2 separate regions of the Oryctolagus cuniculus genome follow, and region 1 is linked to region 2. A link is a contact called in public Hi-C data. All regions are on one chromosome and are shown on one strand. The core of a region is the stretch at or near the end of the contact, and the rest is flanking DNA. Distances in the headings are between cores, read along the strand shown.

What was found. A called contact is a pair of places that touch in the nucleus more often than the background predicts.
Region 1: a contact with region 2 is called in a Hi-C map of liver, with 10 times the contacts expected there. The contact joins two enhancer-like sites. A contact is called at or near these places in 6 of 6 Hi-C or Micro-C datasets (ear pinna, embryonic fibroblasts, liver and 3 more).

What each region holds. Positions count from the first base shown.
Region 1 is chr20:9,959,311-9,962,207 of mOryCun1.1, reverse strand. No RefSeq gene overlaps it. Among named protein-coding and RNA genes, the nearest start is that of SIX1, 41 kb to the right of the region's middle. Within about 2 kb of position 1,252, at least 2 of the 8 cell types and tissues checked have an H3K27ac peak or open chromatin away from gene starts, as enhancers often do.
Region 2 is chr20:9,555,682-9,558,443 of mOryCun1.1, reverse strand. All of the region lies in intron 7 of SLC38A6 (solute carrier family 38 member 6), which reads left to right. Among named protein-coding and RNA genes, the nearest start is that of SLC38A6, 46 kb to the left of the region's middle. Within about 2 kb of position 1,468, at least 1 of the 8 cell types and tissues checked has an H3K27ac peak or open chromatin away from gene starts, as enhancers often do.

The DNA.
Region 1 (2,897 bases), core at 3-2,502, 400 kb before region 2:
AACCAGTGGATGGAAGACCTCTCTCTCTCTCTCTCCCCCTCTACCTCTCTCCCTCTCTCTCCCCCTCTTCCTCTCTCCCTCTCTCTCTGTCTGCCTCTCCTCTCTCTGTGTGACTCTTTCAAATAAATAAATAAATAAATATTTTTAAAAAAAGGAAGTCAGAGTTAGAGAGAGGCAGAGAGAGAGAAAGCGAAAGAGAGAGAGAGAGAGAGAGAGAGAGAGAAACTCTGCCATCTGCTGGTTCACACCCAAATGGCCACAATAGCCAGACTGCATCGATCCAGGAGCCAGGAGCTTCTTCTGGGTCTCCCATGTGGGTGCAGGGGTCCACAGACTTGGGCCATCTTCTACTGCTTTCCCAGGCCATAGCAGAGAGCTGGATTGGAAGTGGAGCAGGCGGGACTAGAACCTGCGCCCATTTGGGATGCCGGCACTGCAGGCAGTGGCTTTACCCGCTGCGTCACAGCGCCAGCCCCACTTCCCAGCTTTTGCTTCTGGTCACCAGCCACTCCTCCCTTAGTTGGCCTCTTTGCTGTGTATTCTCCGAATTCTATTTAGGCTCCATGCCCGATGGATGAGGGTCATGCGTTCCTGCTCTCTTGCCTTTGGCCTTGTTGGGCCCTGGCACCTCCCGTGCAACTGTTATTCCTACTGTCACTGTCTGCGGGCCCTCCCCCTTCCACAAGTCAGCTCCCCCTCCAGTGGGTGTTCCGCCCAAGTGAAACGTGAGAGGCGGGCCCTAATAGGGAAAACGTGTTTCAGAGAAAACACGGCAGCAGGAAGCCGGGGAGGGGAAGCTGCACTCCGCTGTAACTGAGTAGAGAGGAAGGGAGGGCGGGGGAGAGTGAAATCAGGGCAGATTCAAAAACCCTGAGGACCCGTGGGAAAAAGTGTCAGCCCGCTGGCCGGGAGCTGAAATGTCTGTCTGTAAAACACGGACAGCCAAGCAAGGAACCACTTCCACCCCACCCTCCTCGTCCAGGCCTCCCCACACCTTCCACTCCCCCTCCCCAGCAAAGTCCAAAATCAGCAGTCAGTGTTGACACCAACGTGCAAGGCCCTAAAGCCCCAGGTAAAACAAAAGGCGCCTGCAAAAAAGCAAATGAGAAAGAAACTCAAGGAAAGTTCATGATGGAAAAATAAACACAGGCAAAACAAACATGAACGGGAGGGGAAAGAGGGAAACCGAAGAGGCAAGATCAGCCAGAAAAAATAAGAACAGAAACAACGGGGAAAGCCGAGAACAGAGGGAAAACACGATGGACTAAAATAAAATACAGGCGTAGCCCTGCGGAGAAACACAGAGGACGAGACCGGGACAGAATTTGCATTTGGGGCGCAAGACGACAAGCCCTTATGTGCTCTGGCTCACTTAACTTTCCACTCTGAAAAGTGGTTGCTGCTGTCTCCATTTTGCAGAGAGAAAAACAGAGTCCATGGGGCGTGGCAAGTTATTTGTCAAAGGCCATACAAGGAACGCAACAGTACTATGGGAGAGGCCAGTGCTGTGGCGTAGTGGGTTAAGCCTCTGTCTGCCTCGCCCGCATCCCATATGGGCTCCGGTTCTTGTCCCAGCAGCTCCTCTTCCAACCCAGCTCTCTGCTATAGTCTGAGAAAGCAGTGGAAGATGGCCCAAGTGCTTGGGCCCCTGCACCTACGTGACAGACCTGGAAGAAGCTCCTGGCTCCTGCCTTCCAGCCATTGTGGCCATCTGGGTAGCGAATTCCACCAGCGAATGGAAGATCTCTATCTCTCTCTCTAACTCTGCCTCTCAAATAAAGAAATAAATCTAAAAAAAAAAAAAAAACTGTGGGAAATGGAAATAAGGTAGGTTTATTCCAGTGCAAAAACAATTTTTCAGCCTGCAAGTTTTTTAATGTTACACATATTTTTCTCAAGGCACATCTGATGATATGTTTCATAACACGGTAGATGTCAATGTTTAGCATATGATTTATTTCTTCAGGATTTCTCCCCTGTCTGAATTCCAAATAGAAAGTGGGGTGTTTTTTTTCCCCCAAAGAATTCTTGCTGTCTTTGAAAGGCGGAGTTACAAAGACAGAGGGAGAGACAGAGACAGAGAGAGATCTTGGTCCACTGTTCCACTCGCCAAATGGCAGCAACCGCCTAGACTGGATCAGGCCAAATCTTGTGGCCTGGAAATCCTTCCTGGTTGGCAGGGGCTGAAGGTCTTGGCCCATCTTCCACTGCCTTCCCAGGCACATTAGCAAGAAGGTGGATTGGAAGCAGGGTGGCCAGGACTCGAATTGGCATATGCGGTGCTGGTTCCGAGAGAGGAGCACACCCACCATGCCACGGTGCTGCCCCCATATTCTCTCTTTGTCTAGTTATGCCAAAAAACAGTAAACCAGGAATTCTTCAGTTCAGGACTTGCATTTTTTCTTTTTCTCTTCTCTTCTCCTGGAGTATGCTATAACTTAAGAATGTCATGACCAAGGGGCTGGCACTGTGGTGCAGCGGGTTAAAGCCCTGGCCTGAAGCGCCAGCATCGCCAGTTCTAGTCCCGGCTGCTCCTCTTCCGATCCAGCTCTCTGCTGTGGCCTGGAAAGCAGTAGAAGATGGTCCAGGTCCTTGGGCCTCTCAGAATCTGGCCCACACGGGATGTGTGCTTAGGGCCGCGAGGACCTCTGCCTAGAACCAGATACAGAAGGCACAATCCTGCCCTCAGCGCCACGGCCTTTCTCTTTCTCAGGCCCTCTGGGGGAAGACAGTCTGAAACCCATCCACCACAGCTGTTCATCACTGTTAGGTGTTCATTCGCAACAGCTCTCCTGCCTTTAGATGAGCGACTGACATTCTGGAAGAACCTGCACCTTCCCGACGCTTGCTTCAGTGGGAACACGAGCGGCACCATCCGCCTCCTCTAGGCAGTTTAC
Region 2 (2,762 bases), core at 219-2,718:
AAACTTTTTACTCTAATTCTTTTGGCTTAAAGAGCATATATATTTGGATCACAGTAGGAAAATAGATTCTGTTGGATAATTCTTCCCCGCTCCCCTTAGAAAAAATTTAAGATTACGACATTCTTCTTAAATTCTTGGTTTAGGGGCTGGTGTCGTGGTGTAGTGGGTAAAGCCGCTGCTCATGATGGCAGCTTCTCATATGGACACCAGTTAGTGTCCCGGCTGCTCACTTCTGATCCCACTCTCTGCTAATAGCCTGGGAAAAGCCATAGAAGATGACCCAAATGTTTGGGCCCCTACCACCCACGTGGGAGACCTGGTTGAACCAACTGGCTCAGCCCTGGCCATCGCAGCCATACGGGGAGTAAACCGGTGGATGGAAGATCTTTGTCTTTCCCTCCCTCTCTCTGTAACTATTTATTTCAAATAATTAAAAAATCTTTAAAAAATAAATTATTGATCTATAAAATAAATTTACTAATATGTACTTTTTGAGATTTCTTTTTGCTTGGTTGTATTGCTTAGGCTGGGGTTTTATTTGTAAGCTTAATCTTTTCTGTTCTTTGAAAATCTCCATTGCCAAACACAATTCATGATGCAACATGAACATGAAATCTAAACTATGCATTGCTGTGCAGCCTCTCTTGTTAACGAATGGTAAAGAAAACAGCACTCTTTTTACACTTGGCTTATTAACATAAATTAGGAAGGCTAAGAAGTGATCTATAATAATCAGTAGCCATGCCAGGGGTAGAGAAGTGATATTTTATGATAAAATTACTTTTAGATTAAGAACTTAAGGTTCTATCCCGTGAAAAGGAGAGTATGAGGCGTGATCGAGCAGTAAATGAGACAGCGGCTGAGAAACAGCCTGAATTTGGAGCAGCAGCAGAAGACGCGTTTCCATGGCTGCGGTCATCGCACACCACCCGTCTTCAGCTGATTTTCACAAATGCAGCCGCTGCAGACGGTCTTGAGGCCTCTTGCAGTCTCACACTCTGTTACCCGTGATGCTGCGTTCCTCCGGGACGAGGCCCAGTTACCTTCAGACGCCCGTTCAGTGCCTCGCCGACTATTTCGAATCACGATCCGAAATAGTGTAACGTAATTGTCGTTGCAGGATCTCCAACAGTGTTCCTTTATTCTTACGCAAGAGGAAATTGTCCCGGATGCTGTGACTGACAACGGACATGCTCCCTTGAGTGCCTTCATAACACTTGCTTTGTTTCCAAGAGGCAAATTGGTTTATAGCAATTTATTTTATTTTATTTTATTATAGTAGAACTACCTAACATGAGCTCTGCCCTCGTAGCAGCTTTCAAGTATACAATGCCATATTGTTCCGTAGCAGGGGCAGCAGAACTGCTGCTCCTTGGGCCGGTTTTCTCCTGGCACGGGGGCTGGGATCAGACCCCAGAAGGAAAGACGTTTCAGACACACAGCACTGGGCTTTGTGCCAGCTTTGGAAGGTTAGTTGCCAGGTGTTTCCCAGGGACGTGTTGAGGTTCCCATTTTGATTCTTGTTCGGAGTGACTGGAAGTTGAGCACAGCTTTGTGTTTTCAGTGTCTGGCCTCTCTCGGTGCCTCCTGCGTCCCCGCAGTTGCGGACTTGTGCACCTGCAGAGAGCACAGCTTCAGGTCCGTTAGAGCTTGAAACACTTGTGCACGGGTTCGAGTTGCTGGCATGTGCGTCTCCTAAGGACGTGAATGAGAGTGGAGAAGGGGACATTGTGATCCTACTTCTATTTCTGCTGCTGCTCCCGCTCTCGTTCTAGTAAAGAGGAAGTTAACCAGCACTGCCCCCCCCCCCCCTGCCAAGTAGTGATTCAGGGTGCATTGGAAAAGGCTTCCTCATAACCCAGAGTGTGCAAGACATGCAGCGGCTCATAAAGTCCATGTTAGAAGCCAGGGGTTGAAACCCACATAGAGGGGCTGGCGCTGTGGCTCAGCAGGTTAATACCCTGGCCTGAAGCGCCGGCATCCCATATGGGTGCCGGTTCTAGTCCCGGCTGCTCCTCTTCTGATCCAGCTCTCTGCTGCAGCCTGGGATAGCAGTAGAAGATGGCCCAGGTCCTTGGGCCCCTGCGCCCGCGTGAGAGACCCGGAAGAAGCTCCTGGCTCCTGGCTTCGGATCAGCACAGCTCCGGCCATTGCAGCCATTTGGGGAGTGAACCATCAGATGGAAGACCTCTCTGTCTCTCTGCCTCTCCTTCTCTCTGTGTAACTCTGACTTTCGAATAAATAAATAAATATTTAAAGAAAAAAAAAAAAAGAAACCCACATAGAGGAAAACCCTTCTGCAATATAACATTGCAGTGGGAGACTGGCTCCCGGAGATGGAGTAAGAGGACGCATTACCGCAGCAGCGGCTTCTGAGACCAGCTCGAAAGTGACTGGGAAAAGTGTCCCTTACTAGTTTTTGAAGCTTGCAACTCCCACTTAGCATGGATTTATGTTCTTACTGTTGTGTGTGTGCAAGTATATGTGCTTGTCCTTAAGTGTAAAAAGTATGACGGCTGCATTACAGGAATGTGTGGTGGAATGAGCAAGAAATCAGGAAAAAATCACATATAACTTTCCGGTTCTATTTCCTTTTAATTTTTCCTAAGAACTCTTTAAAAATATAGTTAGTAACCATATATTTTGTGTTTCTGCCATTAGCATTTTCTGTTTTACTAAGTTGTATTTTTAAATTTTTATTGATTTTATTTATTTTATTTATTTACTTGAAATTCTTGGTTTAGGGGCTGGTGTCATGCCAT